Regions from separate parts of the Mus musculus genome. Here region 1 is linked to region 2. The links are chromatin contacts, called in public Hi-C maps. All regions are on one chromosome and are shown on one strand. Each heading gives the region's core, a stretch centred on a gene start, on an enhancer-like site or on the middle of the called end of the contact. The rest is flanking DNA. Distances are from core to core; before and after follow the strand shown. Region 1 has its middle 8.7 kb from the start of Gm41594. Region 2 has its middle 45 kb from the start of Unc5cl.

What was found. A called contact is a pair of places that touch in the nucleus more often than the background predicts.
Region 1: a Hi-C map of liver shows a contact between it and region 2, with 3 times the contacts expected there. The contact joins two enhancer-like sites. A contact is called at or near these places in 2 of 484 Hi-C or Micro-C datasets (both in liver) and 1 of 9 other capture datasets (embryonic stem cells).

The regions. Positions count from the first base shown.
Region 1 is chr17:49,367,157-49,372,101 of GRCm38.p6, reverse strand. No RefSeq gene overlaps it. Among named protein-coding and RNA genes, the nearest start is that of Gm41594, 8.7 kb to the left of the region's middle. Within about 2 kb of position 2,996, at least 6 of the 459 cell types and tissues checked have an H3K27ac peak or open chromatin away from gene starts, as enhancers often do. A contact at or near this core is called in liver, where this site is marked.
Region 2 is chr17:48,497,620-48,503,087 of GRCm38.p6, reverse strand. It overlaps a transcript of Unc5cl not described here. Among named protein-coding and RNA genes, the nearest start is that of Unc5cl, 45 kb to the right of the region's middle. Within about 2 kb of position 1,352, at least 7 of the 459 cell types and tissues checked have an H3K27ac peak or open chromatin away from gene starts, as enhancers often do. A contact at or near this core is called in liver, where this site is marked.

The DNA of each region.
Region 1 (4,945 bases), core at 1,747-4,246, 870 kb before region 2:
CTAACACACACGGGGTTCATTCTGTCGACTAACTACTCCTTGGCAGAGGTACCACCCCTGGAGTGTGCTTGATACATATAGTATCATTTCGCTAGAGAAAACTGATTTCTACTTTCCCAGAAGGTGTTGACTTCAAATAGCTTCTAGGTAAAGTTCTGCCCACTTCCTCTGGAGGGATTATCTTGCTTAGGTTAGTTGAGGTGGGAATATCTGACCTCTATGAATGGCAGCATTCTCTGGGCTGGGCACCTGGGGTTGTATAAAAAAGAAATTAGTGAGCTGAGCATAAATATTGATCGCCATTTTCTTCCTCAATATGCATGCAACGTGACCTAGTACCTCCCACTCCTGCTGCTGTGGCTTCCCACCACGATGCACTGTAGCCTCCAACAGTCCAAAATCAACTTTCCTTTCCTTGGGTCGCTTCTACAGAGTATTTATCACAGCAATAGAGCAAGCAACTGAGGTGGTGATGAAGGATCATCAAAAGAAACTAGGAAGAGAGTCCTGGAAACAGGACCGAGAATGAAAACTATTTGGCGTGCTTCAGTCAGGGTCCTTCAGAGGGTCGCAGTAACCTGACCCCATGGGGGAAACTCTGGGGTAAAATTTGGTTTCACCATTGGCCAAGGACTGTCCCAGGTAGGTGCCCTAGGAACCCTTCTGTCTGTTTGTCTGTGCAGGTGAGGTGGCTCTAAACCTGGGGCTAGCCCTCCAAAGAGGTGTGAGTACAGGCTGTCGGTGTCAAAATCGAATCAGGAAGAAATGGTGTAGAAATAACACCGAGGACCCAAGGCAGTGGAATAATGAAATGGCTGACTAGGATGCATGTGCTTGCCATAGCTCCATGGAAACCAGGGGTTGAGGTGATGACTCTGTGGTTAAGAGAACTTATTCGTCCAGAGGGACCAAGTCAAGTTTCCAGCACCTGCACCATGACTCAGCAGCCCAAAACTCCAGCTCTGTGGCTCAGGTGCCCTCTTCTGGCCTCCTTAGACACCTGAACTCACACATACTGTCACAGATTCACACACACAATTAAAAGTAAATAAAATGCTTTCTGAGAATCACAGGAACCAGACTAGTGCAGCCACCAAGAAAACACCACACCCCGGCAGGGAAGGAAACTGCCTAGCATGGTTTGGTTTGTCCTGTCCACAATCACTAGTGGCTAGGAAAACAAACAAACAAACAAATGAACAAACAAACAAACCTGCCTAATTCTTGGTTCTCCTCTTGGAAAGAAAACACTGGAACTTATTTAAAGTTCTTGTTTGTATGTGAACAGACCTGGAAGCTTGGCTTGTCCCTCCTGACTGTGGGCCCTGAAGGAATGGCTGGGAAGTGTGAGCATCATCAGGGTGGAGGCCACGGAAATGGTTGGTGGTATAATACAAGTGGCCATTCACGTGTACCTAAGGCAAGGGATTGTGTGTATAGCAGCACAGCACATCAAGACCCCAAGAAGCAGCAGATGTGATACTCAAGGGGAAATGACCAATACATAAAGCAAATGTTCGGGAAGAGGGACCAGGTTATGAAATCTCAAGGCCCCACCCCAGTGACTCACGTCTATGACAAAGTTCCACCACACTCCAGAACAGCACCACAGCTGGGGAGCAAGTGTTCAAACACACGAGTCCACGGGGGCTATTTTATATTCCTACCATGGCATGGCCTGAACTTTAGCACTCCTAAGTCTGGGGCAAACTTTAAAAGACTTGAATCAATAGCCAGCCTATGAGAACAGCAGGAAATTTCAATAGCCTACTTCAAAGAGTGGACAGAACCACCACACAGAGGATCCGTTAGAGAATGGGACTTGAGTAATGAGCTAGACCAATTGTGCAGGTGCCAAACACTCATGAGTGCTGGTAATAATAATTTTTCTCAAGTGGATATGGAGCAGTTGAGGACAGAACGTGTTAGGCTACACATACCTTAATAATTATAAAAGGATTAAAATCAGTGAGAGTTTATTTCCTAATCACAAGGAGACTAGCAATGTAAGGGTACCTGGAATTAGACAACACATTCTTATAAATCAAAGGGGGAGAAATCACAATGAAAACTGAAGCTTGAGACAAATGAAAACGAAAGGAAATATCCCAAACTCACGGATGCAATAAAAGCAGTGCCGAGGGGGACATTTTATACCTGAAGCTGAAGCTGAGATTTCAAATCATCAGACATTGTACCTAAGAAACTAAAGAGAGTAAATATTAAACCTGAAGATAGCAGAAGATAGGAGAGAAAAATTAGAGCAGAGATAAATGAAACAGGCACAGGACGGGAAATGTTAGCTCTCTGAGGAAGAAATCAGCAAAGCTCTAGCTAACCTAAGAAAAGAAAGACTAAGAAATTAAAGAAGGGTGCAGCAGGTTTTGTGGAAGAGGGTCTATAAAAGGATTCTAAGAGTCATTCCCTGCCCCCCCCCCCCATATTAGTTGACTTGGGTAAAATGGCTGAATGTCTACAAACTCAACCAAAACCAACTGGTAAAATAAAAGAAAATATAAACAGGTCTAGAGCCAACACGGAAACTCAATCAGCAATCAGAAATTCCCGTTTGGTATGGGGGCTGAGGGAGAATTGGGACTGAGGTGCATATTTTGCAGACCTGGCCTCCAGGCTCTCCCAGAATCCCTCAGTTCCTGCTTGGCACACCTGCCCCCAGCCCTGTACTTTCCAGCCCAGGGGCTGGGCTGCCCTTTCCCCAAGGCTCCTCCCTATATAATCCAGACATTTTAGGCTCCCCGCTTTTTTCCTCTCCTCTCCCAGTGTGGTCACCCTTTCTCTCTTTCTCTTCCCCGTCTCCACCTCCCTAAGGGGACTTCTCTGGCCTCTGTTCTTGGGACCAGTGAACACCCCTGAGATCAGCTTCCCAATAAACCTGCATCTAATCTGGTTTGAATTGGCTCAGTTCACAGGTAGCAGAGAAATCACCTATCACTACTGAACAGTACAATGTCTAACAGCAGTTGGCTTTATTGAATGTTCAGCTGGACACTGAGAACAAATATTCCAGAAGCAAAGGTACAAGTGTGCAATCCTTGCTCTCAGCAGACTTACACAAGAAAGTCTAGAGTCCATTTGGATCTGGAAGCATCCAAGCCTGTCCTTTTGAAATTGCATGGAGATTTCATCATATAGGTGTGATTGATGTTGCCATTGGTAATAACCTCTATCTTTAGCCTCTGTCTCCTGGAGGATCATGGGGCCAAAATCCAGTCTTTTAATTACACCTTGTTTCTAATAACCAGCCCCCACTATGAAACCCTTTATGGCTTCATTTATATTAGCATATAAATGACACTTGCCATTCACAAGATTCAAAGGATTTAATGGCTAGAGAGTTGCAAACAAAGGTGAAGGCTTTGTCAACTTGGCTAGATTTAGAATAACCATGGCAACTGAACCTTTCAGTCCTCAAATTGCTTCAGTCAAGGATTTTGGGGTTGTTGTGATAAAATGCCCTGACACGAGCAACCTGAGGGAGAAATAGTGTATTGTGGCTCACAGTCAAGGCTAGAGTCCACCATGGTGGAAAGGTCAAGACAGACAGCCACATTGCATCTATGAGCTTACAGGCGATTCTTCTGGGCTCCTCATGGGGACCTAGCACCTGCTTACACCATCACCTGCCCCCATTGCCTGCTGCTGGCAGGTGAGGGCTGCATATAAAAGGACTGCCTGCAGTCCAGTTCTCTTTCTGGTCTCTCTCTCCTCTGCTGTGTCCTTCTCTGTCCCTCCTCCCCTCCCTCATGGCTCTGCTTCCATCTGTCTATATGTCCACTCATCTGTCTCTATCCCTTCTCCAGGCCCTCACTCCCCTCACTTCCCCCAAGAAAGCCCCTTTATACTACATCTATTGCATGGCATAATTTCTCAGGGGGACCCCTCCTCCACCACCACACTATATTTCATATCAGCATCCACAGTCAGGAAGCCAAGGTAAATGCAGTGCTAAGGCTCAGCCATTTATGACATTCATGACTCCATTTATGACAGTCCAGGATCCTTCCCAAGGAATGATGTCACCACAGCTACGATGGGTCTTCTTCCATCAATGAGCTGAATTGGGTAAGAGACTGTCGAGTTAATAATTAATATTAACCATCACAATAACCAAGGGAAAAATATAAACACTCATTTTGCTCGTTTGTAGTTCACTTCAAAGATTACTAATTCTGGAAGCCATTCAGTTAAACAACTGATGCTTCATCTTTGGGACAGATGTTGGCTAGCCGTGTAGATAGACAAGTTATTCATTTAAAAATTGTTTATCTGAAATTAAGATCAGATGGATCATTCCTAGTTTTGCTTCATCTCTCTCTCCTTCAAAGTTGAAGACACTAAGATTGGAGAAAATAAGATACTTAAGATTTGCAGAGGCACCATCCTCAGGTGGCCAACAACAGCCGTCAGTGTTCTGTTCTGGACCACTAGAGTGTTATATCTAGAGGTCTCCAAACTCTTATCTTCTCTGAATCACAAGTCTCATTTCTCTCCTCTCTTCTTTACCTAGGGATAAAGGAAGCTTAAGATGTCGGTTGAGTGCAGACAGCCTTTGCTGGTGACAGATTCCCATTTTCTTTGGTTGCTGGCTTTTCAAGTCATTTCCCCTTGTCCTTGACACTGAGCAGTGATAACATGGTTTCAGTAACAATGTCACATAGTTTAAGCCTGTCAGGATATTCTTAAAAGGAAAGAGTCTGCCCATTGTCACTGCAAATACCACATTTTCTCATTGCTGAATAGACCCAGTGAATTGACTCTTGCTCAGTGGGAGACTTGGCAAATTCTCTTCATTGAAGTTCTTCTATCCCACCCCAGCACTTAAGTTCTACTCAACCCTAATCCATTTCCATTTTTACTTCCCCCTTTAAATATGTATATGTGTGTTTGCCTGCATGTGTTTATTGTGTGCCACATGCCTGCAGTG
Region 2 (5,468 bases), core at 103-2,602:
TTTTTGTTTCTTTGGGGGCCTGGGAAGTATGCTGGTGTTTTGTTTTATTGTTTGTTTGTTTGTTTGTTTTGAGACAGGGTTTCTCTGTGTAGCCCTGGCTGTCCTGGAACTTGCTCTGTAAATCAGGCTGTCCTGGAACTCTGTCTGAGTCTGTCTCCTGAGTGCTGAGACTAAGGGTGTACACCACCATGTTTGGCTAGAAGATAGAAATGTTAAATGACCATGGAGGAATCACTGTCTTGAGGACCAGAGAAGAAATGAAATTGAGACAAAAAGGTTGGTGAGGGTGTGGGACAAGAAGGACTGGGGAAAAAATAGACCCAGGTAAGAGGTGTTTATCAGGTAATTAGGATCTGATGTGGCTGGCAGCTATGTGACTAGAGTTTCTTCTAAGCAGCACTTGCTGGTCAGCAGAAGGGTTTCCCAAGCATGATGGATCCAACAAGCATGAAATCATCTTTAGGGAAGAAAGTACAGTTCTGCTTGCATGCACACGTACACACACACACACACACACACACACACACACACACACAGCCGCTCCTGTCAGGTCCTCCTGACAATCTGGCTTGTCAGTCTTCCAACCAGCATACAACGGCTATATTTGAGACAGAATGATGTTTCAGCCTCTCCAGAAAGGCTGTGCTGTCGTCCCCAGTACTTAGAGGCTCTATATCTGCTACAGAAACAGTCACAACCATAGCCATAGCCATAGCCACAGCCACCGCCACAGCCACAGCCACAGCCTCAGACATGAGCCTTGCTTTGATCTATTAAGTGTGCGCGGAAGTCATACATACTTTCCAGTGTACATTGTAAGAATTCTCACATAGCTCTCTAGCTTTGGTTTCTCTTGCTATCATGGGGAGCAGAAATGGCCTAGGTAGTGCCTTGTCTGACTATAGCTAGTCCCCAGAGATGTGTTGTCTAGCCAAGAAGGAAAGTTTTATTGTCAGGCAGATATCTGGTGTGGGCTGGGCTGTGGAGGTCATCTATTTCTAAATCAGCAAGGCTGGCCTGTCTTTCTGATAAACACCTCCCGGGGGACTAAGCAGTGGTCTCAGGAGATGAGTGCACTCAGACTGCCTTACTCCGGGGATCCCTGTCCCTATGCTATCTCTTATTCAGTGTGACTGGCAGTAGGAGAGGGTAATGTACCCTGATCGAGGCAATCCTGGAGAGAGAGACACACTGTCCCCTGGATAGCTCAGCACTTACCTTCCATGAGACTTACTATCACCCATCCTTCCTCCTGTCCTGTTGTAGTTTGAATGTGAAATGTCCCCACATGGGCTCATGTGTTCTGATAGACTTGGCCTCAGCAGTGGCTCTGTTTTATTTAATTTCATAACTAAAGGTTACAGAGCCTGCCTGGATGCTTACCATGCTCCTGCCTGGATGATAGTGGACTGAACCTCTGAACTTATGAGCCACTTCCAATTAAACGTCCATATAAGAGTTGCCTTGGTCATGGTGTCTGTTCACAGCAGTAAAACCCTAACTAAGACACCCAACCTCACTGACCTGCTTCCTCTCATTCTGCCAACATTTCCTGGAAAGACTTCCTCATGGTTTTACCCAAGTCCTTGGGGTCTGCTATGGAGGAAACCAACCTAAGACAGACAAACATGGCTGCTGGAGACCCACAGCATAAACTATGGAGAGAGCAATGAGGAGACCCTCCCGTCCCCTTTCACAATGGGTCCATCTCTACCCTGAGTTTGACCCTTGTGACACCGCCTGGCTGTTAAATGAGGATTTGACTGCCAAGCTTTTTGCCTTGGCCCTGACTCCATCCAGGATCAGAGCCAAGATTCAAACCCGCTTTTGCTGAAAGTGTCACATTACCCCTGTAGGTGACAACACCCCAGCTGAGTGTTCTGTCCCTTCCAGAAGTCACACCTCTCTGCATTTTGAATGTCAAGAGCTCATACGCCCACCTTTTGTCTTTGTGCAGGATCCCCATCCCCCATAATTCATCAAAGACTAACAATAGTGGCTCTGAAATCACATCCAGTCCCTCCAAGGCTGTAGACATAATTCACCAGGCTCAAAGTCCCAAGTTCATTGTCCTTTGCTGCCGCTGGCTTTACAGACTTCTCCCCTGGCCTTACTTCATTCTCCTCTTAGTGATGTTTATTCTCTTCTTTCCAATTGGAAAAGCTTTCCCCGCTGGAGCGGGAAAGCAGCACACTAACAACTAGGTTTCACTGCATTCAATATCTTTGATGGACATTCAAAAACTTTCTCTAAAGAATGCCTTATTTAATATTTTTGTTAGGATTTACTTATTTTTATTTCACATGTATGAGTGCTTGCTGGACGTATGTCTGTGCAGTACCAGCAGAGGCATTGGGTCTCCTAGAACCGGAGTTACAGGCAGTTGTGAACCATCACACTGGTCCTGGGGACTGAACTCGGGTCCTCTACAAAAGCGGCAAGCACTCTTATTTGCTGATCCATCTCTCCAGCCCTGCCTATACTTCATCTTTGCTTGCCAAACAGAGATAAACAGCACTCCTTAAGCCCATCACCTTTAGTTCACATAGGTAGAATCCTTCCCACCTTGCTTCCTACAGATGGTCCACAGCTGAATCAGCCTCACACAGCATTTAGGGAATTGAGGGTTAATCTCAGTGACCAATTTGCTGGGATCTAGAATCAACTGAGACACCTCTAGGCGGCAAAACTGAGAGGGGAAGACACAGTTCCAGAGTGGACAGAACGAGCCAGTGGCAGTCTGGATATTAGGAGGTCCAAGGGAGAAGCAATGAAGCTTTGCCTACCTATCTTTACTCCTTGCTGGTGATTGCATCTATGATGCTGTTGCTGCAGCTTCTAATGAGAGACGGACACCAACAGGTATCCTCTTCAGGAGTCCTCTAGCCTTCAGTACCAGAGTAGGGGGCCACAGAGACACCTTGCCTTGTGGGATGAACAACTGTAAGATTCTCAGACTCTCCAGCTTGCAGATGGACACTGTTGGACTACCAGACCGGTATCATGTAACACAATCTAACAAATCTCCTTTGTGACATGTATCCATTCTATTTCTCTAAAGTACTCAGAGTAACACAGCTGGGCTTCTGCAAGTAACACAGCTGGACTTCTGCAATCGTTTCTCCATCCCGCTGAGGAGAAGACCCTACCGGTTCCTTCTTCAGAAACACATACATCCCACAAAGCGTCTGGGGGCAGTCTCTGGGGTCACTTGAATTTTCAGGCTCTGCAGACTGGGAGCCCCTCTGGTTCCCTGGCAACGGGCTCAGATTCTGCCTCCATTTTTCACTATTTTTCCTTCCATTTTCATGCTTTGCCTTTTTAATCTAGCCATGAGAGAGATTCACCTAGTCCTTCAGTTAAATTACCCCTTTCCCTCTCCACTGGCTCAGTGAATTTTTTTTTTTACAGCAACAATACCAGAGAAAGCAAATGAGAATCTAATGAAAATAGTTACCTGCAGGGCATGGGTGGGGGTAGAGTGGAAGAGTTGGAAGCAGGACTGTTATTCCCCTGTGTGTGATTTTTCAGATACATACTTTTTTTTTCAAGCATTAAATTTTTTTTTCATACTCATGACAAGGTTTTCAAAAAAGGAAAACCCAACATTGAATTTTTAACAGGCTTGAATGAGTCTAACTCTAAATCAAACCAAATAGAAACCTGTCATAAAATTCAAGCAATTCCGGACAGTTTCTAACCACCTACCTTTAAGCAGATACATTCTAGATTAAAAAGCAAAGAAACAACTGTTGTTCACCTGACTCTGAGGGCTTAGTAATTGTAGCACGGGTGTCCTTGTCTATCTGAAAGCACTCACCTGTGTTGCAGAAGACAGAGAGCCAGTAAACCTGGCACCCCATGACCAATGGGGAAAGCACATCAATGGCAGCACCAGAACGGGAGGCAGGATGCTCTGTGCTGGATTTGAATCAGGGGCATCAATGCATGTTCAAAGGTTGTAGTTGTGTGTTTGAGTGTGTGTGCACATGCCGGGTGGTGTTGCTCATGAACATTTATGTGCAATGCATATGTGTGCACATGTGTGTGGAAGCCAGAGGTCACCATCAGACATCTTCATTGTTCTGCATTTTGTATTTTGAGGTCCTCACTGAATAAGGAGTGCAGTTCACCCAGCCTGACTGGCCAGAAATTGCACTGTCTCTCCTCACTAATATAGGTGCATACCATAGAACCTGGAGTTCTTACAGGAGGGCTGGGAATTGAATTTCAGGTTCTCTCGTTTACCAGCAAGTACTTCAATGATTGAGCTATCACTTCAGTCAGAAATTCAAGATGTTTTTAAAGGTTTGTTTTGTTTTGTTTTAGCTCCACCTGTTTTGTGTGTGTGTGTGTGTGTGTGTGTGTGTGTGTGTGTGTGTGTGTTAAAAGAAAAAAAGGAGACAAGGATATGTTTGGTAGAGCATGGTATGGTGCAGTGGGAGGGGGGCTTCTGCAAGCCCATGCTGAGTCATCCCTTCCCCCTGGGGTACAAGTCATAGGATGGGTTTAGTATAGAAGAGAGTTTATTTGGGGCACAGGAAGAGGAGTTGAGAAGGGAGTAGAGACAAAGAAAGGGAGAGAGGGGGACAGGGGGAGAGGGGAAGAGAGGAGAGGGGGACAGGGGGACAGGGGGACAGGGGGAGAAGAGAAGGGGCCAGGAACACATGGAGAGATGGGAGAGATGGGGAGAGAGAGAGAGAAAGGGGTCAGGGAAAGAAGAAAGTCAGAGGTCATAAGAGAGTAAGAAGGGGACAAACAGCCCCCTTTTATAGTAAGCCAGGCCTACCTGGATATTGCCAGATAACTGCTGGATGGAGCCCAGAAGGAATGCTAATATTCCCCTGTTTTGGTTTAATTTTTAAAAGGGAAAACTAGAAAGAGGCGATGGTGAAACAGGAATAGGTCGTGATCTTTAGCTACTTCCTGGTAGCTTTGGGGCAATGTGTCTCTGGGAAATCTAAGGTCCAGTCTTAGGAGAGTTGGCTGTTCCCTTGCTGTCCCGGGTCTGTGGAACCATCTGTGGGTAGAAGGAGCAGGCCCAGTAGAAGTGTTTGTATCTGTGAGAGATTAGAACATCTGTAGGTTGCTTCTCTGTCCTGGATATAGATTTTGAGTAAATGCCTGGGCTTGACAAGATGCTGAAACAAACAAACATACATACATACATACATACATACATACATACATACATACACACACACACACACACACACACACACACACACAGACAGACAGACAGACAAACAGACAGGTAGATAAATAGATGAAACGTAGAGAATAAAGTTAAGTACCTTAGAGGTACATTTGAAACTCTTAGGCCTTGGTGGTTGGGGTGAGGGGTCCCCAATCCCAGGGCTCAGGAAAGGAGTCCCACCCTCTGGGATAGGTATCAAGTGGGAACTTAGGCTATGGATTGACAAATATACTTATCTGGATGGAGTCTGTTTGGCCCATGAGGGGTAGAT